7 separate regions of the Mus musculus genome follow, and regions 1, 2, 3, 4, 6 and 7 are each linked to region 5. The links are chromatin contacts, called in public Hi-C, HiChIP or PLAC-seq and promoter capture Hi-C maps. All regions are on one chromosome and are shown on one strand. The core of a region is the stretch at or near the end of the contact, and the rest is flanking DNA. Distances in the headings are between cores, read along the strand shown. Region 1 holds the start of Dnttip1 (deoxynucleotidyltransferase, terminal, interacting protein 1). Region 2 holds the start of Slc13a3 (solute carrier family 13 (sodium-dependent dicarboxylate transporter), member 3). Region 3 holds the start of Ube2c (ubiquitin-conjugating enzyme E2C). Region 4 holds the start of Zfp663 (zinc finger protein 663). Region 5 holds the start of Cd40 (CD40 antigen). Region 6 holds the start of Trp53rka (transformation related protein 53 regulating kinase A). Region 7 holds the start of Zfp334 (zinc finger protein 334).

What was found. Promoter capture Hi-C pulls out the DNA fragments that hold promoters and counts their contacts. A called contact is a pair of places that touch in the nucleus more often than the background predicts. HiChIP or PLAC-seq counts read pairs in DNA pulled down with a chosen protein or histone mark. Capture Hi-C pulls out chosen DNA fragments and counts their contacts.
Region 1: a contact with region 5 is called in a promoter capture Hi-C map of adipose tissue. The contact joins the promoter of Dnttip1 here to the promoter of Cd40 in region 5. A contact is called at or near these places in 2 of 484 Hi-C or Micro-C datasets (CD4 T cells and CD8 T cells) and 3 of 9 other capture datasets (adipose tissue, liver and pancreatic islet).
Region 2: a contact with region 5 is called in a promoter capture Hi-C map of embryonic stem cells, with 7 times the contacts expected there. The contact joins the promoter of Slc13a3 here to the promoter of Cd40 in region 5. A contact is called at or near these places in 3 of 39 promoter capture datasets (the 3T3-L1 cell line and embryonic stem cells), 1 of 15 datasets of contacts at CTCF or cohesin (the NIH/3T3 cell line), 10 of 484 Hi-C or Micro-C datasets (the CH12 cell line, the G1E-ER4 cell line, cerebellar granule neurons and 6 more), 4 of 115 datasets of contacts at active chromatin or transcription factors (embryonic basal ganglia, embryonic midbrain, embryonic stem cells and 1 more) and 3 of 9 other capture datasets (adipose tissue, liver and macrophages).
Region 3: a contact with region 5 is called in a Hi-C map of B cells, with 11 read pairs. The contact joins the promoter of Ube2c here to the promoter of Cd40 in region 5. A contact is called at or near these places in 1 of 484 Hi-C or Micro-C datasets (B cells) and 1 of 9 other capture datasets (pancreatic islet).
Region 4: an H3K4me3 HiChIP or PLAC-seq map of embryonic basal ganglia shows a contact between it and region 5, with 6 times the contacts expected there. The contact joins the promoter of Zfp663 here to the promoter of Cd40 in region 5. A contact is called at or near these places in 3 of 39 promoter capture datasets (the 3T3-L1 cell line, the HPC-7 cell line and liver), 1 of 15 datasets of contacts at CTCF or cohesin (the NIH/3T3 cell line), 14 of 484 Hi-C or Micro-C datasets (B cells, DN2 thymocytes, the Patski cell line and 9 more), 10 of 115 datasets of contacts at active chromatin or transcription factors (craniofacial prominence, embryonic basal ganglia, embryonic forebrain and 7 more) and 3 of 9 other capture datasets (adipose tissue, liver and pancreatic islet).
Region 6: an H3K4me3 HiChIP or PLAC-seq map of embryonic hindbrain shows a contact between it and region 5, with 4 times the contacts expected there. The contact joins the promoter of Trp53rka here to the promoter of Cd40 in region 5. A contact is called at or near these places in 2 of 39 promoter capture datasets (cranial neural crest and embryonic stem cells), 7 of 484 Hi-C or Micro-C datasets (the CH12 cell line, the G1E-ER4 cell line, cerebellar granule neurons and 3 more), 5 of 115 datasets of contacts at active chromatin or transcription factors (bone marrow-derived macrophages, embryonic forebrain, embryonic hindbrain and 2 more) and 2 of 9 other capture datasets (adipose tissue and liver).
Region 7: a contact with region 5 is called in an H3K4me3 HiChIP or PLAC-seq map of embryonic forebrain, with 5 times the contacts expected there. The contact joins the promoter of Zfp334 here to the promoter of Cd40 in region 5. A contact is called at or near these places in 2 of 39 promoter capture datasets (embryonic stem cells and neural stem cells), 11 of 115 datasets of contacts at active chromatin or transcription factors (embryonic basal ganglia, embryonic forebrain, embryonic limb bud and 6 more) and 2 of 9 other capture datasets (adipose tissue and pancreatic islet).

Annotation. Positions count from the first base shown.
Region 1 is chr2:164,744,736-164,748,511 of GRCm38.p6, reverse strand. Dnttip1 (deoxynucleotidyltransferase, terminal, interacting protein 1) reads right to left here and starts at 2,497. Exons shown (of 13, transcript NM_133763.1): 1 at 2,354-2,497; 2 at 1,735-1,805; 3 at 953-1,049. The coding sequence starts at 2,458. It also overlaps a transcript of Wfdc3 not described here.
Region 2 is chr2:165,471,023-165,474,512 of GRCm38.p6, reverse strand. Slc13a3 (solute carrier family 13 (sodium-dependent dicarboxylate transporter), member 3) reads left to right here and starts at 1,316. Exons shown (of 13, transcript NM_054055.2): 1 at 1,316-1,462. The coding sequence starts at 1,352.
Region 3 is chr2:164,767,615-164,771,330 of GRCm38.p6, reverse strand. It overlaps Ube2c (ubiquitin-conjugating enzyme E2C), which reads right to left and starts at 1,402. Exons shown (of 6, transcript NM_026785.2): 1 at 1,251-1,402; 2 at 937-964; 3 at 1-38. The coding sequence starts at 1,351. It overlaps Dnttip1 (deoxynucleotidyltransferase, terminal, interacting protein 1), which reads right to left. Exons shown (of 13, transcript NM_133763.1): 12 at 3,569-3,624; 13 at 3,111-3,468. The coding sequence ends at 3,330.
Region 4 is chr2:165,367,167-165,370,813 of GRCm38.p6, reverse strand. Zfp663 (zinc finger protein 663) reads left to right here and starts at 2,078. Exons shown (of 6, transcript NM_001379474.1): 1 at 2,078-2,179. It overlaps Gm29831 (a long non-coding RNA gene), which reads right to left and starts at 3,643. Exons shown (of 3, transcript XR_001783548.2): 1 at 3,601-3,643; 2 at 2,975-3,207; 3 at 2,163-2,455.
Region 5 is chr2:165,054,369-165,057,734 of GRCm38.p6, reverse strand. Cd40 (CD40 antigen) reads right to left here and starts at 2,099. Exons shown (of 9, transcript NM_011611.2): 1 at 1,977-2,099. The coding sequence starts at 2,027.
Region 6 is chr2:165,491,525-165,495,285 of GRCm38.p6, reverse strand. Trp53rka (transformation related protein 53 regulating kinase A) reads left to right here and starts at 1,972. Exons shown (of 2, transcript NM_001007581.1): 1 at 1,972-2,239; 2 at 3,575-3,761. The coding sequence starts at 1,984.
Region 7 is chr2:165,387,008-165,390,839 of GRCm38.p6, reverse strand. Zfp334 (zinc finger protein 334) reads left to right here and starts at 2,581. Exons shown (of 5, transcript NM_178411.3): 1 at 2,581-2,879.

The sequences.
Region 1 (3,776 bases), core at 1,248-3,747, 310 kb after region 5:
TAATAACACAGACACCCTAGCTCTGTTCTCGAGGAAGCCCGGTGGTGAGCTACCTCTTTTTTTCACTCCTTCCCTCACACTGTTTGAAGCGAGCAGGGGCACTATCTGTTTTACACACTGCCACAGGCCCAGTCATGGCTGGCAATGTGTTAATCATGAATTGGGCTCTGTACTCACGAGCTAAGTAAGTGCTTCACTAAGCTACACATAACCCCAAGGCATCTCAATGATGCTAATGGTATTTGTGAAAATGAATTTTAAAAAGGTCTAACTTTTCATGGTCTAAATAAGGGTGCTGAACACATGAAAATGAAACCATCTGGCAAAGAAAGGTATTGAAATCACCCCCAAGCAGTGAAAAAGTGATTGGGGTGTATAAACCTGTTATATCTGTGTAGCAAGAATATCAAGAGAGACTGTTGACAGGACTATCCTGCTTGCAAGTCTCCTCTATCCTCCCTCCCCTTTCCTTTCTTTTCAGAGAGGGTCTCACTCTGCAGACCAGGCTGGCCTCAAACTCCAAAGATCTGCTTGCTTCTTTCTCCTGGGTGCTGGGATTAAAGGTATATGCCACCATGCCTGTTTTTTTCTAAGATTTAAAAAAAATATATTTATGTGTACATACCTGTGGAATTTATACTCTGGTTATAATCTGCAGAGGTCAGAAGAGGGCACTGGAGCCTGCACCTGAGTTACAGGAGGCTGGGAGTGGCCTGATGTGAGTGCTAGGAACTACAATTGAGTCCTGTGCAGGAGCAGCAAGCACCCCTAACCACTGAGGCTGTATTTTCCAGCCTCCATTCTGTTTTTTCTTGTCTAAGGGGTCTTACTGTGCTGTCCAGGCTGGCTGTCAGCTGCCTCAGCCTCCTGAGTGGTCGGGCACGTACGCTGCAGCACCTGGCTGTACAGTCTTGTTTAGTAGTACAGTTGGCTTTAGTCACCAGGTCCTCACCTTCATGTACTTGTTGAAGACACCCTGGATCTCCTCATTGATGCTAGGCTGCAGGACAGCACGGAGGAGATCCATAGAGATGGCTGGGTCTGTGAAACTGGGGTTGTTGGGGAGACAGAGTCAGGGGAGTGTTCCAAACAGACCTTCCCAGACTACTCAGCTAGTTAGCAACATGGGATTCTAAAATTTATTTCATTATAACTCTGTGAAATAGGAATTATTTTCCAAGTATTTTATGAAATATAATACACACATATTTTTTCTTTTCCTTTTTTAGAGACAGAGTCTCACTATGTAGTCTGGTTGTCTTGGAACTCACTACATAGATCAGGCTGGCCTTAAACTCACAGAGGTCTGCCTGCCTCTGCCAAGTATTGTAATTAATAAATGATTATCACTATCCCAGGTCAAAAATACAAGAAGAATTCCCAAGGCCCATCCCTTCCCCAGGCTGGATGCCCCATGTCAAAGCTGAGAAAACAGAGTCTAAGAAAAGCTAAAGGCTTGTGTTAACAAACATCTCAGTCTGCATTAGAACAGATGTCTGTAATCTTGAATTCACATCCTCTGACTTACAGACTTCAATCACGGAGACAGACTAGACGTTCATTCCTTCCCTGCTTGGTTAGGATGTGGACCTGACAAGGTGACAGGAAGTTACAGCCTCCCCACTCCTGTGCTCTTTACGGGCTGTTGATCTCAGACTCCTACAGTGGGGTTCCCAAAGCACTCACTGCAGTCCACACAACTGGATCTCAGGTCTCACCCAGGTCGAGCCTTACCTTGTGGTCATCTGAGATCGGCGGCCCCTTCGCTGCACCTGCCGATGTTTTATCATTATGTTCCAAGGGTTCTGTTGGGGACCAAGTGGGCAAATGTCACCGAGGCTTCTCATAGTGAGGATGAGGAGAAAGTGAGTATGGCGCTAAACCTAGACGTTCCTGCTTCTCACTTCTCCCACCTTGGGGTGAAGGGGAATTAATTCAGTGGCTGGAAGACCCTGTCAGGGTGGAGGAACTGGGAAAATGTTTTCTGTCACCAATGTCCAAAGCTCGCTTTTTCTGGAAGAGCAAGAGGAAGGGCAGCAGTGTTTACCTAGGGTCTACTATGAGGCGGGTGACGAGTCAGGGCGTTCTACCCGCCTTTATCAGCCCATCCCACCACAACTCCAGCAAGCTCGGGTTATTGCTGTTCATTTCACAGAAGAGAAACCTGGCGCTCAGAGGGTGTCACATCAGGCCCACGTCACCTAGCTACAATCTGAATCCAGCTTGTAGCGGCACTGAGAAAACGACATTCCCAGGGCCGCACGGCCGCCGCGTTCTTTCGCCCGCGGGCCCGGGGCCCGGGAGCCCGAGGCCCTGCCCGGCCCGAGCCCCGGCCTCGCCCGGGCGCCCTCACCGTGAGAACCGGCTGGCCCGCCGCGCCCGCGTCGCCCAGCTCCAGGCCACCTCGCTCCGCCCCGCCGGGGCCCCGCGGCTGCTCGGTGTCGCCAGTCGCCCCCATGGCGCCCCCCGGCCCACAACAACCTCAGCTCGACTCAGCCACCGGAAAGCGGCGCCGTGACGTCACGGGAGCGCCCGAGCCACCCGGCCGGAAGCGCGACGCGCGTGCGCCGTGGGGTTGCTATGGGAACCGAACTGCCGCCTAGGAGCCACCTCGTCTTTGGTGTCGGGGACGACGTTGAGGCTTCCAGACCCCTGGGAGACAACGGCTGGGGACCGAGTGTGGGTGTTCGGGGGCCATTCAGTCAAGGGACGAGGGCGGTGTGAGGGCAGCAGAGCATACACTTCAGCGGGGGAGCACGGGGCTTCGGATGAGGGCAGCCCGAAGTTCAATCTTTGAAAACCGCAGGAACATCTGAAATCTTAGCACAGCCTCCCCCGAATTGGAGTAGTCTGACTCAGGAACCGGGAAAGCCAACAAAAGAAGGGGTTGTTGGTGCCACCCTAAATACCCAAACACCTAAACACCATACTACTAGCCTTTGCGGGCTGCCGCTTGTGTCGAAAGGCATCAGAATGAAAGTTGGGTTTTGGCTTGTGAACTAGTCCTGTTGCAGAGAGCTGGCCTTCTCTCCCCTAGATGGTTGATTCTGGGATAGGTAGGGGATGAAAGGTTTAACAACTGTGGCGTTCTCCAGAGCTCCTCTTAGCACTACCTCAGAGAGGTAAGCTGTCTGTGAAAGAATTCGGATTCAGTTACGGGTGATAAAATAACTCTTCTCGGGTCACAAGAAGCAGGTAGTGTAACGTATATGAATTTTGTGTTAGGAAAGATCTAGATTCCAACCTGATGTGATATGATCGTTAACGTTGGATAGGGCCTGGTGTGATAACATAACCCCAACACCGAGGAAGGAAGTAGCTGTGGTGTAGAGCTGTCTCAAAGCCAAAGGCTAAGAACATTGGCTGTGGGACTGGATCGCTTACCGCTATTCTCCTGCATACTAATTGCACGGTCATTCGTCCACAGTTTCAAGTATTCCAGCCTGGACCATGTAACTAAGGATCTGCCTCCACCTCCACAATGCCGGTTCACAGGCATGCCACAGTCCACGTTTGGTTTATGTCGTGTTGGAAATTGACCCCAGAGTCGTCATATGGTTGATACTAGGGCTGGATTATTTTATGCAAAGCACTTAAAACTTTGGTATAAGTAACTCCTTAAATTATTCTAATATAATAGTAATTTCCAGCAACCGTCACTTAAGGACTTTTTCCTCTGAAATATTATTGTATGTATTAAAATACTGCATATAAAACACATATTAGATAATCAACAATGCCAGTTTTGTTCCATGTTCCAACGTCCACTTTTATTT
Region 2 (3,490 bases), core at 67-2,566, 420 kb before region 5:
GTATGACGTGTGTGTGTGTGTGTGTGTGTGTGTGTGTGTGTGTACAGGCATGTGAGAGTGTGGGCACGCGTTGTTGGAAGACCTCGTTGGTTGTCACATTCCATCTAGTTTGAGAGGGTATTACATCGCTGTGGCTGGACTGAAGTCAGCCATGTTAACAAGACCTTGGGTTTTCTAAGCCTGAAGTTGAGACTAAGCATGCCCACAGCATGGCCATGATTCCAAATGTTTGCAGAGCAGCAGCAATGTTAAGAATGATAAGCAAAAGGGACACAGGGATCAATGAGGCTCTCATATTTTACAGGACCTGGTAAGATGGCAGTGCCCATAGATTATAAGCTGTGTGTATGCAATGTTCTGAACCAACCCCCCCCTGCCCCCTCCTCCAAACGACAAAAACCAAGAAACTTTCCAACAAGTCCCTTTCTCCACAGAAACCACTCAGGCCCCAGGAGCCAGGACAAGGTCCCATTGACAGTAGCCAGTGGGGAAACATGTCGCAATCCCAAGGAGGGTGGAGGACCCACTCAGGGCGGAAAGCAGAGTCAGGCCTTGTGCCTTCTGCTTTGCATGGCCAAGGCCGTGTGTTCCTTCCAGGCATCTCTGGGAAACAGAAGAGTCCGGCTGATCCATCACTGCTCAGCAGTCCACGGAGGATGTGGAGAAGCTGGGCCCCCATGAGCTGCTAGCGGGAATGTGAATAGTGCAGAGTAAGACCAAAGAGTCCCTATTTTCTTAAAATAGTGGAGGTTGGATCTTAAGCTGACTTAGCAGCTGCCCGTATGAAACCAGGGGCGTTGGCACACGTCCATAATGCCAACCCTCAGAAAGTAGTGGCAGGAGGATGGGAGTTCAAGGTTGTCCTCAGCAGCATAGGGAGATGCAGGCCAGCTTGGGCTAAATAAGAGCCTGTCCCAACACACACAATATCAAGCAGGTTGTGGCATCTGTCACTGAGAAGGGAAAGCTCCTACCCACAGGTGACCCGGCCCTTTGCACGAAGCACTATCTCACTTAAACCCCCCCACCAACCTCCAAGTCTGGAAGAGGCTGCAACCACGGTCACTAGAGGTCTCAGTAGCTTGGTCTGTCCCTACAGGGTTGGACAGTGGGATGACGGTGCTGAGGCCTTTAGTCCCACCTGGGCTTTGCCCCATTTCCCACGTGAGTCCAGAGTGGGGCGCGGGGGCGGGTGGGGTGCTCTGGGGCCCCTTCCCTGCTCCTTGTCCAGACCAAGGAGGCGCGGCCCGGGGCGGTTCCGCATGGCTCCTCCCCGTCCCTTGGGGCTTTAGGTCCCTGCCGGCGGCCGCTGAGGGGCAGTCGGGCCGCCTGGTCTCCAGCGATCGCGCGGATGGCGGCGCTGGCGGCGCTGGCCAAGAAGGTGTGGAGCGCGCGGCGCCTCCTGGTGCTGCTGCTGGTGCCGCTGGCTCTGCTGCCCATTCTCTTCGCCCTGCCGCCCAAGGTACGGTGGTCCCGGGTCGAGACCCTCCCGCCTTGAGCCTGCCTACCCCTAGGAGCACCCGCTCCCCTTCTCCCTTCCTTGCCTCTCCCTGGTCTGCCTCTCTCGGTCCTCCCACTCTTCTAAAGTTTGAGCTCTGACGGCTTGCTTGGTGCTACTGGGGTATATAGCCCTTCACAGTCTTTCCGAAGAACAACTGTGTGACCTGTCGCCAGTCACTTAACCTCTCTGAACTTTGGTTTGCGTACCCCCTACCCAGAAAGAGGGAATATGATAACGCATCATAGGCTCACGGTGAAGATAAAGGAATCAGTCTATGTCGGTGTCTTAAATGGGTGCTAACTGCTTTTGCTCTGTAGCAGTTGCTCAATGACTGGAGAACTACACCTTCCTGAGTGCTTCCTAGGAGAGGTGTCACCTGTCCTGTGTCACCCCTGAAAAAATTCCCTTCAGAACACCTCCCCTCCCCACTCAAGCTGGGTCAACTAAGGCTTAGAGACAGCAGGGGACACTCTCATGGGTGACTCCCAATGGGAAATCCCTGAGTGCCCACATCTGAGAGCCCAGGGCCTTTGCTGTTCCCAGAGTCCAGTTCTCTTAGAGAGAAGGCTGGAGTGAGTTCCTAGGGACCAGCACCTGTGTCCAGCCCATCAGGACTTCCTGAAGGGCACGAGGCCCATCACATTAAGTGGCTTCTTCCAGAAGGTACTTGGCCACATCACAACAGTGCTGAGTGAGCTAGCCGATGGTCACAAAATAAAGGAGAGGTGATGGTGTCCTTTAATATGTGACAGGCAGCAGAGCCCCAGGGAGCAGCCTGCTGCAGAAGGGCTCCTGCGTGCCTGACAAGGAACGGTGACCCCAGGCTGGCCGTGCACAGCAAGTCCTTTAGTTCTCAGCTATCTAGCCCGTCAGACTCTGTTGACATTGAAGAGAGCAAATAAATGACCTCAGAAGGAGTAGGTCACTCTTGCCAAGGCCAATGGGGCCCTGGACGAGCGAGCAACTGGCCTGGGGGCTCCCCGGCTCCCTTCCTTGTCCAGGTTTCACTTTCCTTGGCTTTAAAATGAGATGACCGTCTCTTTACTTTTGGGAATCAGTGTTGCGGTCGGTTGAGGCTAGAGTGATCGGCTCAGGAAAAGGTGGAAGGTCAAGCCAGGACATCAGTCTTGTGGCCAACAGATGTCTGGATAGGGACGGTGGATGCATAGGAACCTTATGCCTGCAGGGACCATGGTTGCTGTGTGCTCTACCCCAGAGGCAAAAATCACAAAAGCAGACCCACCAGCATGGGTTTCGGGTGAGGTCGTGCCAAGACAGGGACAGTCCCACCTTGGGTCTAACTGGATGGGGCAGCCACAGCCACCTTAACCTGTGTTAGCTGAGTAGATGTCAGGGATTGTGGCCTGCCTGATAAGGAAAGGCCTCCGGCCAGGCTCTGCAGCAGTATCTTCGGCAGTCTGCTCAGCCAGGGAGGTGCCTGTGTTTGCCTTCCTACTTGACACGTGAGGAAGTAAAGGCCTAGGAGGCCGGGTAACCTGCCCAACGCAGCCCAGGGATAGCAGCGGGTGTGGCTCAGCACAATCCTCAAACTTAATGCATCTTGAGACTTTTGAATCTTACTTTTGGGGTAAGTCAGTGGTGAGATTCTCAGGCATGTGTAGATGACACTGTACGGCAGGGTCAGAGGATCACACATGCTCGGTGGGGCTGCGTGCACTGGGCTGGCGCCCTCTTCATTATCAGGAAAGGACCACTCATTTGTTTGTGGCTCCCTGGGTGAGAACTGCATATGCGAGCCTGAGATGTCACTGCCAGGACCTGGCCTTGGGAAGCAGGTGGATCCGTTGGGTGAGGAGGCTTGACATCTCTGCATTCAGAGTGGTTTACGTAGTTTTCCTCAAGCTCCTGGCTGGTAAGAGCTGGCGTGTCCTCCTCTTGGTTGTGAAATGTGATTCCACAGAAGGCAACTCCGGGTTCATAGCTAGCAGGCAGTGTAGACATGGCCTCCCTAAGCCTGCAGGGCCAATC
Region 3 (3,716 bases), core at 153-2,652, 290 kb after region 5:
GACTCAGGGAAGGCGGAGATTCCTTTGTCACCAGATGTCTGAGGAAGGAAACAACACTCAACTGCTGGGTTCCAGTGTACACTTTCAGGCACAGCCAAAGGGGTCACTTGTTGGGAGCCCACTCTTAGCAGAAAGCGGCTATCATCTCTGCAGCCATCTCAGGCTATTTACTTACAGGTTGGTACTTTTCCACCCTGACGAGAGACAATGCTGCTTTTGCAAGAAGCTCACCACAGCTGAACACACTCTAATATCATCCTGTTTTTCCCAAACACATCCTGGACTGGCTAAGTGTCTCCAGCTGCACTCCCCAGCCTGTGCTTATACACCTATAGTTGCCTTCCAATAAATGAGACTTGAAACTGTCTTGTCCCCATTCTTTGCATCTCTTGCCCCTCCATCTCCACTCTCTCTCTTGCAGACCCTGTTGACTGAACCTGTTGATTGACCGGGTCAATCACTGGGTGAGAGCCTGCACTGCCCGCAGCATACTCTGCCTCTGAATAAAGCAGTTAGAGCCAACTCTCAGGCTGATCGCCAGGCTAGGAGGCAACAGGAGGCACCTCCCGTGCTTCCAAAGTTTCCCTCCAAAATCTGGTTTTCACCAGGAATTTAAGTGTCACTAAAACATGCAGATTGCTATTTAGGGGTAATGTAGCAAAGGACGACCAGAGGAGAGAATTCGAAGGTGATGGGACCAGCAATTCCAAGAAGGGTGGGGCTGGGCAAGGTTAGAGCTGGGGCCTGAAAAGGTAAGCATCGATGAGCCCAGATAAGCCCGACAGCTGCGGAGCTCGTGACGGTGGGCGTTCAAAGGGCTTCCATAAGTGAGTACATTGCACCCATACTAGCAGGTGGCCTGAAGTAGTAAAGGAAGTTACGGATAACGGGGTGGGGGATGGGAAGGTAGGTCAATTGATCTTAGAACACACTTACCATGAGGATCATCAGTTCCTGCTGTAGCCTGCAAGGAGAAGTCGGGGTTACTCGGGGCAATGGATACTGTCGAGGAAATATATCACTTCCCACACGACTATCCTGTCGTGGAGGCCTTACCCCTTCTTCAAAGGCAGGTTCAGCTCTGGCACTCAATTAGAGGACCCAGGTGAGCCTTCGACCCCATGTTAACCCCAGCGCTCGCAGGGCAACCTATGAGAGCTGCCTGGCAGCGCCATCAGCCTTCCATTTCCTGCGTTCCTGGTACCCCCTCATTTGTCCCAAAGCCCCGGGGTGACCTCCGCACCACTCACCGCTTGCCCACAGGGCCTCGGGCGGCGCCCCCGCAGGGCTCGGCTCCTTTTCGAACCGCGGCAACGCTGGCAGCAGCTGGGTCGCGGTTTTGTGAGGCCATCCCAGAGGTACTGGCACCGAGACAGGAGTGTGGAGAGGAAAGGGCAACTGCGGGGCTGCGGGCCGCCGCCCGCGTTTGAATTGCAACCCTCCCGCTGCGCTAGCCAATCAAAGGCTCGCTTAGGTTTGATCCAGCCAATGGGACGCCCCGGAATGCTCTGCCCCTGCGCAACTGCTAGGTCCTCCCCAGTAACGCGCCACGATTGGACGGCGGGGCGTGCCTCAGCTAGCCAATTGGTGAAGAAAGCTGCCATTAACTAACGAATCGGTGGCGGATTGGTGGCCTTTGGACGACGCCGACCATTAAAGGGTCCAAGGACCGGTCCACGTGTATTCGCCGCCCCTCCCCCGCCGGGTCTCTTTGGAACCCCGACTCCTGTCGCTGGCCTGTGATTTGGCTGTGCAGCCAGGTATGAATTTGACTTCTTGATCCCTCCTGCTTTCACTGCCAAGTGTTGAGATTTCACGAACGAGTGCTCACACACCGGGCGGTGGTTGGACTTCCGTCCAAATTCGCTGGTCCGTCCAGGGACACGCCCAGCAGGGGGCACATCTTCTGGAATAGGAAGCATTTTTCTCCTCACCCTATTAAAATGTTAGTTACTTTGGGTTCCCAAGAACTTAAGCCGGGCGTGGTGGCGCACGCCTTTAATCCCAGCACTGGGAGGCAGAGGCAGGCGGATTTCTGAGTTCGAGGCCAGCCTGGTCTACAAAGTGAGTTCCAGGACAGCCAGGGCTATACAGAGAAACCCTGTCTCGAAAACCAAAAACCAAAAAAAAAAAAAAAAAAAAAAGGGGGGGGGGCCTGGAGAGATGGCTCAGCGGTTAAGAGCACTGATTGCTCTTCCAAAGATCCTGAGTTCAAATCCCAGCAACCACATGGTAGCTCACAACTATCCTTAACGCGATCTGACTCCCTCTTCTGGAGTGTCTGAAGACAGCGTACTTACATATAATAAATAAATCTTTTTTTTTTTTTTTAAGATTTTATTTATTTATTTATTATATGTAAGTACACTGTCGCTATCTTCAGACACTCCAGAAGAGGTAGTCAGATCTCGTGATCGGATGGTTGTGAACCACCATGTGGTTGCTGGGATTTGAACTCCTGACCTTCGGAAGAGCAGTCGGGTGCTCTTACCCACTGAGCCATCTCACCAGCCCAATAAATAAATCTTAAAAAAAAAAAAAAAAAAAAAAAGAACTTAAACAACCTAGGCAGGTGAGACAGCAGACTCCCGATTAGTAAACGTGGGTTCAGGGGGTGCATGCCTATAATTTCTTGGAAGGTGGTAACAGGCAGGAGTTGAAGGTCATCTCTAAGTTAGGTTGGGCTATATGAGAATGTACCTTAAAGAAACAAAAACAGGATCTGATGGTGCTCAACGCCTTTAATCTCAACAAAGGCGAGACCTCTGAGCTCAAGGTCAGCCAGGGTGTATGTAAGAGATACTGTCTCAACCCCAAAAAGCACAAAAAAGTTCATACTCTCCAGTAAATTTCCTGTACAACCTTAGCAGTCAGTCAGTGTACTAGCACGTAACACTGGGAAAATAAAAGGCAACCGCATTTTCCCTTTGGTAGGCCATCAAACCCTCTGGGCCAGTCTTCACCTTGTGCAACATTCCTAAACTGGAACAAGGCCAGGGCAGCCTGGCAGAGAACACAGATGGGGGCGGGTAGGCGGGCAGGTGGGCAGGTGGTCCTTTTCTGGTGTGCATACTTCTTTGGCAGACATTATAGCAGGCTCACTACCTGTGTTTATTACAAACTGTTTAATTGCTTCTTATTCCAATAACTTTAGAAACAGAACCACATGCCAGTCTGGGGTGCTCTGCAGTGAGTCACTACAAACTAGCTCATGTACAGCTTAATGCTGTTAAGAGTCAACTAGACCAAATCCCCATGATGGCCTCAGCCGGGTGGGGAAAGAGGGTCTTGGAGGCAGGCCGCCAAGTGTAGTAGCCAGGACACCCGGCTCAGGTCTGGGGAGGCGCTTCCGCAGCGCGGTGCTCATTTTCTGTCCGCAGTGTCTCCATGTATTTCCGCATCTTCTCAACCATCCAGGATGGCAGAACAAAGGATTTCAGCTCCTCCAACTTCAGGTCCAAGCATCCTCTGAAGGAGACATGGGATGGACATTAAAGGGAGGGTGACGGTCTCGTCCATGTGCCTAGTGAGGCAGAAGGCAGGATGGGGAAAGGGGTCTTCGTTGTACCTGTAGTCATCGCTGGCAGCCAAGTCCCGGATGTCTTCTTCAATGAGAAGGTACGCCTAAGGGCAAGGGAGAGTGAGGGAGGGAGGGAGGCCTTTGATTCATTTCACACCAAATATTAGTAATGTCCTGGGAAGATGATGCAGGATGC
Region 4 (3,647 bases), core at 829-3,328, 310 kb before region 5:
CCCCTCTCCTGGCTTCTGCAGGCACCTTCGTATAGCACATCCCCACCCCCTCACACTCACTCACCCTGTAAGGACTACTCTTCGTTGTCAACTAGACTACATCTGGAGTGTCTAATTGTGTTTGGGTACACTTTTTTCTTAATTAAATCATTTGAAATGGGAAGACATATTTTTAATCTCGTTCTTTTGAGGTGGGAAGGTCCACCTTTAATCTGAGCCACACTTTCTCCTGGCAGCCTATATAAAGGACTCAGAAGAGGGAAGTTTACTGTGTTGGCCTGACTGCTCTTACTGATAAGTCCATTCCTTCACTGTCGTTAGAGCCTACTTCTTTGGGGTTCCAGAATGCACTGAAGATCAGCTGAGGCATTCAGTCTACTGAACAACTGAAATCTTGGACCTTCCTTTGGTAGACAGTCATTGTTGGGTTAGCTGGACATTGTTGAACTTAACCTGTAAGCAATTCTAATAAATCGTGTGTGTGTGTGTGTGTGTGTGTGTGTGTGTGTGTGTGTGTGTGATTCTATCAGTTCTGTTCCTCTAGAGAACCTTGAATCCTCACACAATTAAAAATAATGAAAGTTGTATTTATCTTATGAGTCCCATCAATCACAGAGGGAGTCAGGGCAGACACCATGGTAGAACACCACTGGTCAGCTAGCTTTTTTTTTTTTTTTAAGATTTATTTATTTATTTATTTATTTATTTATTTATTTATTTATTTAATGTGAGTACAGTGTTGCTGTCTTCAGACACACCAGTAGAGGGCATCGGATCCCATTACAGATGGTTGTGAGCCACCATGTGGTGGCTGGGAATTGAACTCAGGACCTCTGGAAGAGCAGTTGGTGCTCTTAACCACTGAGCCATCTATCTCTCCAGCCCTAAAAATAAATCTTAAAACTACATTGTAAGTTCTACCTACTTCCGTGTATTACTAACATGTTGTAATCTACATTGTAGGTTTTAACAATTGACCTATATCCCACTTTGTGGATTTTCATAGTTTTTGTAACTCAATCCCCCCCACACACACCCACACACACCACCACCACTGCATATTCCAACCAGCAAAAACCAAGAAGAGCCCACCCATCTTTGGATTTAACTCCTTCGCTCACAGCCCTGGAGAGAGAATGACCATGTTAACAAAGCACACACTCCTTCAGAGTGGCCTCCAATTGTTCTGCGAATTACATCCCAAGAAGATATTTATGAGAACGGGCGTTTCTCCAAACTTCAGCCACTCTGCACATCATATTTCCTTACAATCTTCACCTACTGTGAAGGCAAAAAAGTATTTAAAGACTTGCAGTTTTTATCTGAAGTTTATGACCAGCGCCTGCATATTTATTCCTCATTTGCATCTCCCTTTTATTACTAGTCCTTTGTATCCATAGATCATTTTTATGGGACTGTGATCTTCTTACAAATGTGTAAGAGATAATTAAATGGAGCCACTAAACCATTTCTTTCATATGCATATACTTACAAAATATATTTTCCAATCTTATTGTTTTTTTTTGTTTGTTTGTTTGTTTTTTTTTTAGATAAGGTTTGACATTTTTCTAAAGCAAGACTTCCAGTCAAGTCCTTGGGAGCCGCTAGTGTTGATCCCTGCCCATGGATTAAATGAGATAGTTCTTTTCTGTTTCCTATAAAGTGCCTGGTGACACACGGTTAGAATGTCAGGTCCCATCCATATGAGGAATATGCAGTAGTATATGCCCTGCTCCTCTCCCACCCGACCCCCACTCCCCAGGCCCCTAGTTTCCTAAGATGATTTTTTTTAAATGATTTCTTCTTTTTTTGTTTTGTTTTCTTTCCTCCCACTTAGCATCTTACATGGACCTTTCACCTTTATCCATGGTACTTGGCATTCTTAGGAACATTTGGGTTTAAGCCTGTCACAGAAGCAAGGCAACTTTCAAATCAAACTGGAAATACTCTAAATTATTAATTAAAAAATGCCCGATGGGCGGGCGCCGTGGGAACGGAGTCTGGAATGTGATGGAGGCCAAGAGGGTCGCGGGAACGGGTCCCTAGCATCTCTGCTGCGCATGTGCAGTTCATCTTCATTGTTCACTCCCGCGTCCCGCTGAGCGCAGAGGAAACCCTCAGATCCTCGGGGTCTACGCGCTGCTCAGAGACCCGGTCCCCAGGACAGGCGCGCCTAAGGGTGAGAGCCCATTTGGAGGGTTGCATTGCCAGGCTCGGGGAGGCTTACGTGTCAACACCTGCCTCGAGTGTGCTTCGCGCAGGCGGCGGTGGGCTTCTCCAAGGAGAAGAGACAGGGTTTGGTGGTCGGGACAAAGTGAGTTAGGGAAGGCATTCTGATGTCAGAGCTGCTTGCGAGGGCTCCAGGCAAGTGACTTCCACTCTATCATAGGATGAGGATAAAGTCCGATGACACCTGTCCTGGTCAGGTAGGCCAAGAGCAGCAAGGGACCTGTAGCTGAAAAGGCTGTTTTCAGAGTCTTAGTTCAAATTCGAGCACTACTACTGAGTCCCCACGGGCAAGAAAAGGACCTTAAGACTCTGCTCCACTGTCTGTACACGGGTAGGGGTTCTTCCCTGAACCTGCCTCCGGGTTGTTCTGGGCAATGCCTGAGATAGGCTTTCGATGGGATAGTGGCATTTGCTCAGAACCTGAAAGGGGTCTGTCTTCCTTCATGCCCTGTTCATTAAGCCCTGTGCACCATTTGGCTCTAAAAGCCGCTGTTAAAGAGTTCCGAAAGAGAAGAAAGACTGAGGGGGCGGGGCGAAGGGCGTGGTCTGCAGAAGAGAGTTGGGATGCAAACCCCAAATCGGAAGATAGGTTCAATTTAGTTTCCCTCCCTCCCTCCCTCCCTCCCTCCCCCTCCCTCTTATGCGTTATGGTTCACATGGCTCCTCCCCAAGGGCCACAGGACCTGCCTGGAGGGTGGAGGGCTGAGGCTCAATCAAAGCCTCTACACCCTTCTGCCTGGCCCACCTGTCTGTGCCCACTGCAGTTTACAGACAACTAAGTTAGGCTTCCAGAAGTTTTCAGCCTGTACCGGAATCACCAAAGCGCCCAGGCCCAGCAGACAGCTGGGTACAGAACTCCTGAAGTCTGCAAAGAGGCCTCCAAATTCATTTTGGGTGGTGTCACCATTGGTCTGGACATTCACTTGAGAGGGGGCGGGGTACCTTGAAGTCAGATTCAGAGTTCTCTGATCACAGATCCTGTGAGGGAAAAAAAGGACACACCAGAAGCAGGAATCTCCCCAGGGGAGGCCCTTCCTCCTCTCACTCCCCCCTCCCCTCCCTCCTCCCCTCCCTCCTCCCCTCCTTCCTCCCCTTCCGCCTCCCTCCCTCCTCCCCTCCTTCCTCCCCTTCCGCCTCCCTCCCTCCTCCCCTCCCGTCTAGGTTGCAGTGTACCACAGCTGCAGGACAGAGGCCCAAGAAACAGGCAGAGTCCACATTCAGTTTGTGAAGCCCTTGCAGAGCCTTCTTCCTGAACCATCACCCCATGAGACCCCTGCCCTTCAGCAGTGGCGTGCGCCACCTTCCAAAGGGAGGAAGTGAGTTAGGCCAGCCAAGGGAGGCAAGCAAAAGCAGCGCTTGGGCATAGAGTACCTTGGAAGATGGCCAGGAGGTGATATGAGGAGGAAGTGCAGGCAGAG
Region 5 (3,366 bases), core at 850-3,349:
ACACCTCTGTTTCTTCCTCCATCCCTCCCAAAGGCCCTCATCCACTTCTCTCTCACCTCACCGTCTTCCTGCATCCAGTCTCCCTAAAAGTCTTATTTAGAGCAGTGGTTCTCAACTGTCCTAACGCTGGGGCCCATTACAGTTCCTCATGTGGTGCTGACCCCCCCCCCAACCAAAACATTATTTTTGTTGCTACCTCATAATTGTAATTTTGTTACTGTTCTGAATCCTAATGTAAATATCTGTGTTTTCTGATGGTCTTAGACCACCTCTGCGAAAGGAACCACTGGCCTGGGGTAAAAAATGAAAACTAGTAAAGCAACTGTCTCGCTTCTGCTCCTTTCCTGCGGCTAACCTCCATGGTGATTCTTGGCAGGCCACATGTCAGAGTCTATGTCCTTTGGCTGGGGGTGTGTCTCAGTAAGTATAGTGTCTTGCCTAGCATGCATGAAGCCCTAGATTCTATTCTAAGTGCCACATAAAACTGGGCATGGTGGTGTATGCACTAGGGAGGTGAAGGCAGGAGGATCAGAGATTCAAGGACAAGAGAGATGACTGAGCTCTCAAGGTGTTTGCCATATAAATGGGTGGGCCAGAATTCTGATCTCCAGAAACACGTGCAAACACCAGGTCTTTGTAGTGGCCTCCCTGTAACTCCAGCTTCAGAGGGCAGAAGCAGAGGGTCCCCAGAGCCAGCTGACGTGTGAGACTCGCCCTATGGGGAGCTCTGGGTTTGCTTGAGACCCTGTGTGGATGACTAAGAAGGGACCGTGTCCAAGGATGACTCATGAGATGAACTTCAGGCTACCGCATGCAAGCACACGTGTGTTCCCACACAGATGTACGCATATACACAAACCATGCGTGAACAGAAGAAAAAGAAGAATGTGAAAGGTCATTCTCAACTAGACCAACCTGGGATAGGTGACATTGGCTGATGGACAGGTGACATTGGCTGATGGACAGGGATGTGCTTAGGGCACTGACTGTCCCAGCTGCAGAAAGCCAGTCCTGAACCACGACACCTTCCTGGGTGGACAATTCAGAACCCATGAAGTTACCGAAGTCCCTGTCACCAACCGGAAAGAATCTACCCTGCCTGAAAGCTAGGGGAGCCTCGCCAGAGGAGAGGGGCTGAGACTCAGGTAGTCAGGGGATTCCCAGGTTCCAGAATGAGGAACTGCAGAAATACATTTAAACCAAAAGCGAATCAAGTGCCGGCTTCTAGAAATCCCCAAGATGCGCTTGATTGGGTCTGAGCCCTGCTGGTGCCTGGAGAAACCTAGTCTGGTCTCTTATCCTTTCTTGGGTTCTAAAGCTATCCCTCCTCCTCTTCCTCCCCCTCCTCCTCTTCTTCCTCCTCATCCTCTGGGTGTCTCCTGTACCACCTTAAGCTCATGAGGCAGAGGCACAAACTTGGGGATTTCTCTAGATTGGCTCAGCTATGATACGGGTATGGTGGTTAGTAAATTACCTCTTCCCTAAAAAGTACCTGGGGTCTTGTTCGCACAAGATTCCCTAGACAAAGTGGCCCCAACTGGCAAGGAGAAGATAACCACAGGTGGCAGACATCTGTCCACAATGGGAAAGTGACAGGAAACAGGCCAGACCCGCCCTTCCCCCTAGCCAGGCTTTCCTGTCTGCTAACCCTTTCCAGTCTCTGCAGTCAGCTCCGGAGCCAAGGCTTGGGTCAGACAAAGCTGTCCAGGCACCGCTGTGGAGGAATGCCCTCCCTAAGGTTCCCCTGTGGGCTTCGTGGAACAGAACCCCGACCTTCTGGAAGGAAAGAGGAGCAGCCCACCTCATTTGTGTGTGTGTGTGTGTGTGTCAAGACGCGAGAGATCTTGCCCATCCTACTAACCGCCGCTTCCAGTAGGAAGATCTCTCATCTCCAAAGTCTTGTCTCCTCTTTCCTCTTTCCATCTCTCACTCTCTAAGCCCTAACTCCCTTGGAGGTTAGAACACAAGCCACTCACCGCTGTCAACAAGCAGCCCCATAGCGCGCACAGCCGAGGCAAAGACACCATCGCAGGGCGAGATCAGAAGAGCCAAATCACAGGGCTCCTGCTGAAGCCACAAGTCACTCCAAAGTCCCTGCTAGGAGTCCCGCCCAGGAAGAGGGCGGGGTCTTCGGGCACCAATCGCGGTGGGCCTATGGCTAGTCACTGAGCAGGGATTTCCCCAGGACCTTCCCAGGAGTCTGATTGTCCCCAAGAGTTTAAGGGATGGGCACCAAGGTGGCTGGAGGAGCCAGGGTCCCAAAAGGAGCCCTTTTCTTACATTACCCGACCCACCCCCCAGTCCCCCTCCTCGCATCCAGGACCTCAAAAGCCACCTATAGCAGGGCTAAGGACTCTCCTGATTGCAAGATAGCAGAGGGGTGAAGGATTACTATAGGGACTGGGGAGCGCCACAGGGACACTATTGTTACCCCACCCCACCCACAATACCCCTGGGAATCTCTGCAGAACCGAAAGCGTCTCCAGAGAGGTCTAAGGAAGTCCCCAGTGTCACCGCAAAGTCAGAAAACGGGAAAGACCACAGCTGAAGGGCCAGGAGGCGATTCAAGGAAATGAGTTCCCTACCCAGTTTCTCTTTCTTGAGAAGGAAATTCCTACGAGTAGGGGACAGCATCTCATCCTCTTAGCCATGCGTGCCACCCACGTGTCTCCACCGACTTCTATCCCACCCCAGCTCCATCCAGAGGCTGTAGACAGGCATTTAGTGTACGGACCAGCCTTTCATAGGGTCAAAGGCCCTTTGAGAAATGATAGGAAACTAGAGACCCTCCCTATTCCTCCATTAACTTTCGGAGGGGTGGGGGTGGAGGCTGAGGGGTGTTCCAGATAAAGGATCTGAACTCTCATGTTTGTATGGCGGGCATCTTACCCTGGGTGTCATCTCTCCCAGTACCACCCACTATTCATCATTCATATTTCTCCCCCTCCACCTCCCTCTCCTCCCCTCTTCCTTCTCCTCCCCTCTTCCTCCTCCTCATACCCCCTCCCCTCTTAGAGTATATGGGTGTCGGGGAGTTGGTTGTCTCCCTCCATCCTGTGGGATCTTATATCAAACCTAGGTTGTTCGGTTGTCTTTACCCCACGCCTCCCGCACCACCACCACCATTTTTGAACCAGAGTTCACATCTGCTCTGCAGCTAGGATGGCTTGGGTTCTGGTCTGATGCATCGAGTTCACTTGAGTGGCACTCTCCTTCTCAGTTCCCTCCCAAGAACTTGAACTAGCTAGTGCTTGGGATACTGATCCTGCAAACTGAACATCCAAGCCACGCTGAGGGAGCAGGCTGCAAGAAAAAGGAAGCCGGGGAAGGCAGGCATGCTACATTAACCCCAGGCTTGGAGGCTGA
Region 6 (3,761 bases), core at 723-3,222, 440 kb before region 5:
CTCACCGGTAGCCGGGAATCCCTACCAAATTCCCTTCTGATATTTCTTGGGATGGAGCCTGGAATATATGACTTTACAGTCAAACTTGCACTTTATACTACCTGCCCCTGGAAATAGCAAAATAAAGAGGGTCCCTGCCACCCACCCTTAGTCACCAGCTTCCTGCTCTCCCGCCAAGTTACAGGGGCCAGTTGTGGACCAGCCTGTCTCTCATCTCTCCAGTCAACTCATTTACTCATTCAGTGCTTTAAGGTTTCCACCCACATCTCTAACGACCTTTTCAGCACTCAGGTAGACAAGAAACTGTCAATTCCACTTCCCCATTTGGTTGTTTAAAAAAAGTCTCACACACACACACACTCATGAAATATTTTTAAAAGGTCAAAATTTGAATCTAAACGTCCCTACCCTCAACCCCCCAGTCTCACTTAGTATCAGGCTTGCAGTCTCCTGTCTGAGCATCTGAGCACTGCACAGCCTCTGAGTGTTGGGATCACACATATGCACCATCCCTAAGACACTCTAGGCCAGTACCCACCTCTTTGGTGCTGAGGGAGAGATGGAAGCAATACAATCCCTGCCTTGTGAGTAGCTACACAGCAGGAGGGTGGGGGGCTCTGTGTGATGGGAACCACTCTAGCAGGGTAAAGTGTGTTGGGGGGTGGGTGGGTCATCAATCAAGCAGTTGAACGGCCAAAACCAAAGGGAATCTGAAACAGGTCTGGAAAGTAGAAAACCAGGGCTGATAACAGTTGAACTCACTCTCCTCATAGAGGCTAGGAAGGGCTTGTCTGGGGAAGTGACCCTGCAGTGGAGAATAACCTGCAGCTCTAGGTGATATGGAGCTGGACAAACATTTCCCTGCAGAGGAAATAGCAGGTGCAAAGGCTCTGTGCCGAGGGAGCATCATGGAGGATGGGTGGGGATTCTGGAGAGGGGAGGGTTTATAAGGGATGCAGGAGTCCATGGGCCCAGTTAAGGTTTAGGTCTTTCTTCTTAGCACAGTAGGGAGACACTGAAAGGTTTGAAGCCGCTTTAAAGAGCTAAACTCAGCCTGACTTAGCAAGCCTGGCTTTGGTCAGCACCTTTGCACAGTTAGATTTCTAAGGCAAGGGTTCAGATGGGTTTGGTTACCATAGAGACGGCTGGGTGGACACAAACAATTATGATAATGAAGCTACAGACTTGAGCACTGGGGGATATAAACGAACCGGGTTCTGGGTGCGCTTTGCTGGAAAACACATTTTGCCCACACAAAGGGTCTGATTATGAAAAGGGACCTGCCATGAATATGAACGAAACCCAGGGACCACAGAGCCAAGATGCTGGTGCCATAGCAACCCGGGACTCAAGGGCTTCTCTTCTGTATTTTCAACAGAGCCCCAAGGAGCGTGGGGCAGGGACAAGGGGGTCAAAGGCCATGTGAAGAGAGCCCTGTCCACCGGCACCGCGTAATCAGCCTCTTAATTCTGATAAGCCCTCACCCTAGCAGAACCAGGCAGCCTCATTCTGTAGTTGAAGATACCGGATCTGAGAGGGATGGTGCTGGCTGCTGACAGGCTGGTGCCAGGCATCAGGTGGCGTCTCCGGATAGAAAGCTTCGCCTAGTCCCTGCCTCCTTCCCGGCTTAGAGCATGTTTCCATAGACTGAAGTGGGACACGAGTTCAAAGCTAATCTGAGCTACACCGTGAGACTCTGTCTCAAAAAAAAAAAAAAAAAAAAAAAGGTCCCAAAGCCGGAGCATCACCGTGATGAAGAGTGAGAAGCTGTTGGCCTAAAGTTGCTGAGCGCTCACGAAGACAGACAGGGAAGGGCCAAGTCTACAGGTCCTAGAGGCTCCGCTGAGCGCGGAAAGGTCGCGAGGCGGAACCAAACTAGCAGGGTGAAGTGTGTTGTGTGGGGCGGTGTTAATGGCGGAAGAGGCCGGAGGATTTCCGAAGCGAGCGGAAGCGGCGCGGTCAGGGTCGGAAGGAGTCGGAGGCATGGCTGGCACGTCCTCGGAGGCGGAGGCCGAGGCGCTGGCCGCTGCGCGCGAGCGGAGCCGCCTCTTCCTGAGCGGCCTAGAGCTGGTGCAGCAGGGCGCCGAGGCGCGCGTCTTCCGTGGCCGCTTCCAGGGCCGCGCGGCCGTGGTGAAGCACCGCTTCCCGAAGAGCTACCGGCACCCGGAGCTGGAGGCGCGGCTCGGCCGGCGGCGGACAGTGCAGGAGGCGCGCGCGCTGCTCCGCTGCCGCCGTGCGGGTGAGGGGGGCCGGACGGGGCTCCGGGAGACGGGACAGACAGGGCTGCGGGAGACCAGTGGGACGTGAGAGACGGGGCTCCGATTTCTAGGGGACAGGATCAGATGGCAATGCTTAAGGACTCAAGGCGACAGTCAGGACGCCATTCTGTTTGGTTCGCGGGGCTTGTTTAGCGCTCGGGTCCCTCCGTTTCTCATTTCTCTGTTTCTGCTTACCGTCCTTCCCTCTCCATTTGGTGGTCTTAAGCAGTAGGTGTCCTGACAGGCGGGTGGCAGGAGCCGGGCTCTGTGGATTCACATTCTCCCTGCATTGTCTCCCTCGTAGCCATTCAGCGAGTCGTCTAGCCCAGTTACCTTGTATGTCACCGGAATCTCAGGGATATTGTGGTCATTAAAGAAGGCATATGCATCACATGTTCTTATGCTGACATAGTTCAGTAAATGTTTGATTTCATTAAATTGTTATTCTTTTCTTTAAAAAACATCCACACCCCCACAAAACAACAACAACAACAACAACATTACTCCAGAGAAAATGAGACTCAAAGAGGGGAAGTGCCTGAGGTTCCACAGCTACCAGGCAGCCTGTCTGTGGCCCAGAACCACCGAGCCTTTGCTATTTTTCTCTTTAATGGTTTTTAGGTGCCCACTGCCAGGACATTGATAGGTGCCAGGAGCCAGGGGAAATGCAGAAGTGAACAGGCCTGTGCTTTTCTGCCCTAGAGGGGCAATGGAGTTATAAAGAAGTGTTCATATATTCTCCTTTACCTTTTGTAAGTTTTATCAGACATGGGTGGGGGCTACCTTGGTACCCCAGTTTCTAGGAAACTGTTCTGAACTTGGTTGACATTCAGGAGAGACTCCTGGTGTTAACTGGAGGTTTTGTTACCACTTTACAGTTGTGGAGACTGAGGCATAGAGTAGCTAAGGGAACCTTGAGGTTTCACGCCTAATAAGGGATCTGAACCTGCCTGTTCCAGAGCACAGATGAGCCTGTAAGGTGACACCCTGCTTAGCCACTTGCCTGGTGACTGTCAGGTAGAAACTGCCCAGACTGCAGGATGCTTTCCTTCTGGCTTCTTGTTTTGTTTGTTTTTAGGGAGCAGCAATGAATTCCAGTCCTCAGGTGGCTTGAGAAAGGAGGAGCAAGCCTTGATACTTCCAGACTTACCCTGGCCTGGTCTCAGGCCGTAGTCCTGCAGGGCTTTAACAGGGCAAGCTCTGGATAAATTGTATCATTTTCCACAGTAGTCTAAACCCTGTTCCAAAGCTGTCTGCCTGTGCATGAAGCTGGCCTTCATGAAGATGCGTTCCCTAACCACGTGTGTCCATTGCAGGGATAGCTGCCCCAGTCGTCTTCTTTGTGGACTATGCGTCTAACTGCTTATATATGGAAGAAATCGAAGACTCGGTGACTGTTCGGGATTATATCCAATCCACTATGGAGACTGAAAAGGACCCCCAGTGCCTCTTGGACCTGGCCAGGAGGATGGGGCAGGTTCTGGCCGGAATGCACGACCAAGA
Region 7 (3,832 bases), core at 1,332-3,831, 330 kb before region 5:
TGATTTTAAAATATTAATTACTTCTTTTCTAGGATCCTTAGTGTTATTGGCCATTTTATATGTGTGTGTGTACACATATATAACATATCCATATGTGTATATAAATATATATATGTGTGTTTGTGTGTGTGTGTGTGTGTATACATATATATATCCACATACATTTATATGGTGTCTTAGGGTTTTATTGCTGTGAAGAGACACCAGGACCAAGGCAACTCTTACAAAGGCAAACATTTAATTGGGACTGGCTTACAATTTACAGGGATTCAGTTCATTATCACCATGGCAGGAAGCACGGCAGCAGGCAGGCAGGCAGACGTGGTGCTGGAGAAGGAGCTGCGAGTTCTACACCTTGATCCACAGGCAGCAGAGGGAGGTTGTGTTCACACTGAGTGTAGCTTGAGCATAGAAGACCTCAAAGCCCGCCTCCACAATGACATACTTCCTTCGACAAGGTCACACCTACTCCAACAAGGCCACACCTCCTTGTCGTGCCACTTCCTATGGGCCGAACATTCATAGACATGAGTCTATGTGGGCCATGCCTATTCAAACCATCCCATATGGCTAATTTCTAATTCATTTTCAAATCTTCTATATTAATTTTCTTGTTCCTTACTTGACTTAAAAAAATACTAAATTGAAGTTATTTCTAGAAGCACTATTAATAATTGAGCCCACTCTTTCACTTATTATATCTAGAAGCCAACTGCATTCCCTTCCCCCATACATTTGCTTTTAAAATCTATCTTTCCCCAAAGTCATTTCAGTTTTCTTTTGACTTGGCATGGGTTCGGGTACATACCCCTGAGAATGGCCCGGCACACACATGGAGCTTGCAGATCTGGGTCCTCTCTCTCGACCATGTGGACCCCTGAGACCCACAGCAGGTCATCTGGTTTGTTGGCAATGCCTTTATTTACTGAAACATCTTGCAGACCCACCATGTATTTATTGCTCCATAACAAACTACCCCCAAAATCTGGTGGCTTAAAATGATGCAACTGGTTATTTCCTCCGTGCTATGAGGCTACTGGTACGGACTTTGTGGCTCTGTGTGTGCTTACAGGTATGCACTTTGTGGCTCTGCTTTATGTGAGTCTATATGCAACTGAGGCCACCCAAGAATGTAACTGCATGCAATGTTCAGGGTGGCTCACTCCCTGCATCTGAAGTCTTGACAAGGATCCCTGGAAGGGGAGGCATGGCTGGGTTTCTGGGAAATATTTGCCTTTTCTCCACATTGCCTCTCTGCTTCTTTTGGTTTCCACTTGATCTCTGGTAACTAGTTAACTAAAGTCATACACAAACTCTAGGAACACCGCAAACAAACCGGACTGCCAGGATATCAGGTTTGCTTTTTGAAGCCTGCAGTGTCCCTTCTTATGACCCCTTTATTTAAATTACATCATGGCCACGTTTGATGTGGGAGACAGTATACAAGCATTGAATCCCTGGAAGTCTGGCTCACTGAGAGCTATCTCTCAGCCTCTGCATCTCGAAGTTCCTTTTGGTATTTAAACATAACAGATAACTGTGTCAGAAACTGTCTGGCCTTCCAGTGACTAAGATATTCCATAGCTTTCCTCTTTTAAAATATATACACGGGGGCTGGTGAGATGGCTCAGTGGTTAAGAGTGCCGACCGCTCTTCCAAAGGTCCTGAGTTCAAATCCCAGCAACCACATGGTGGCTCACAACCATCCGTAACGAAATCTGATGCCGTTTTCAGGAGTGTCTGAAGACAGCTATAGTGTACAGTGTATAAATAAATAAATAAATATTTTAAAAAAATAAATAAAACAAAATATATACACGTATTCAATTTGTCCTCATGGATGAAGAGCAGTTTCTATATTACTTGGATTAAATATAATTGGTCATGTTAAAATATATTGTTAAGATGGCGCAGTGATTTATAGCAGAGGAGCAGAGTTCAATTCCCAGCACCTACATGATACCATCTTCTGGCCTTCTTAGACACGGGGTACCAAGCACAGCACGCAAGTAGTGGACAGACATACATGCAGGCAGGCAATATATCAATACATATAAAATAAAATAAAATAAAAATTGAAAATATTATACTGTTAAAATATTTTGCCATTACTTATTGTGACTTCTCCTTCTGTAAAATTGGCAGGAGAGTATGCACCTGTCAGTAAAGTCAGTAATAAACAGGATGGCGATTATTTTCTTTTAAGATATTTAGAGATGGTTTGATTCTTTGTTAGGGGGTCTCTTCTGTAATTTTGGGAAGGTCGTCGATACATTTTTATTCTGCTTACAACTGTTTGGTTATTATTTTTTTCTTAATACACTGTTGGAATTTCTTTACAGAGCTCTAATTTTTTATTCTCACACTTCTTCTTGTACTCATGGTTTTTACTCGTAAATTACTGTGATTAAAGCCCTAGCGCCTCAGAGGCTATCGGCTGGGTGGGGGCCGCAACTCCCTGTGGGAAATGTAGTCCTGGAAAGACTACAGCACCCTTTGGAGAACCGTGGGAATGGCCGCTCCGAGACTCTGCGCATGCGCGGTCTCCTAGGCTCTATGGATGCGTTTCCGTTTCGTGGGGCTCTTCCAGGCGAGGCTCGAGGGGCCTCTGTGCGCCACAATTGCCTGGGGCCTTCTGGGAGCTACAAAAGAAGCGAGGTTTCCCCTGAGCCAGAGGAATTCCGGGTGGCGACTCCGGGGCAGGATCAGAAGAACCAGCGCCTTCCTGGGGCCCGCGGAGGCTTGCGCGTGTCCAGGGGCCGGGCGAGGCTAGCGGGCGCCCCCGGGGCTGCAGGCCTCCGGGCGGGCAGCCTGGGAAGGAGAGAGGTGTGTGCGTGCAAAAAGCGGATCCCAGCAGTCCTGCGGATGCCCTTGGCCCGGTAAAGCTTCGGGGGGCTGCTTAAGGGTTGAGCTGCGATTGAGGGAATGAGCAGGTCTGATTTCATTGGCGGGTCTTTCGTTTGGGAGGGAAGGGATGCCAGCCATGGCTGAGAAAAAGGCCTCTGCATCACTTCGAACAAATGCGTGTCGTTCATTAGAGTCCCCATTCTGTTTCGCCAGAGTTGCTCAAACCCCGTCCATCACCATCCTGGAGTTTACTGGTTTCCTTTATATAGAAGAATGACCCAAGAGTATCTACAGGAAAGGGTTTTTATGAGAGTCGAACTTCTTCTCAAGTGAGGAAGGCAGCTATTTTGACCATTTAGGTAGTTTGCTAGTGCCAGAACCAAGAATTGAAATCTGGTGTGTTGATTCGAAGGCCAGGGCTTTGTCTTCTGCTACACTGAAGCAGAGGCCTCCCTCTCATGAAACTGCAGTTAAGCTTGGGGGAGGGGAGCAGAGTGATACGCATCTTAAACCCCTCACTCCCTCTGTCTGGTTTTCTGATTTCATCTGCTGAATGCATTAGTAGGAAAACAGGTAATTGATACCCAAAAAACTAGATGGTAGGTAGGTAGATAGATAGATAGATAGATAATTGATACCCAAAAAACTAGAGGGTAGATAGATAGATAGATAGATTGATTGATAGAATCTCAGAGTTGCTGGCCTGCTCTTTCAGGCTTCATATATACTAGAGCTTATTGATATGATCTAATATGAACTCTGAAGTGTTGTTTGTTTTTTAAGGAGACCTGAATAAGACAGTAGTTCAATTCACACCTTTGTTTCCTTTCACACAGTAAGAAAAGCTCTGATTAGTCCATTCAAAACTGCCCTGGGCCTTCCCTCCGCAGACGCTTTCTGTATGACGCAGGTCGAAGGGTCCTTTCCTTCCAGGGCATGTCTGTGAGTCACTGTCGAGCTGCTAGCCAGTCTGCTGATCACATTC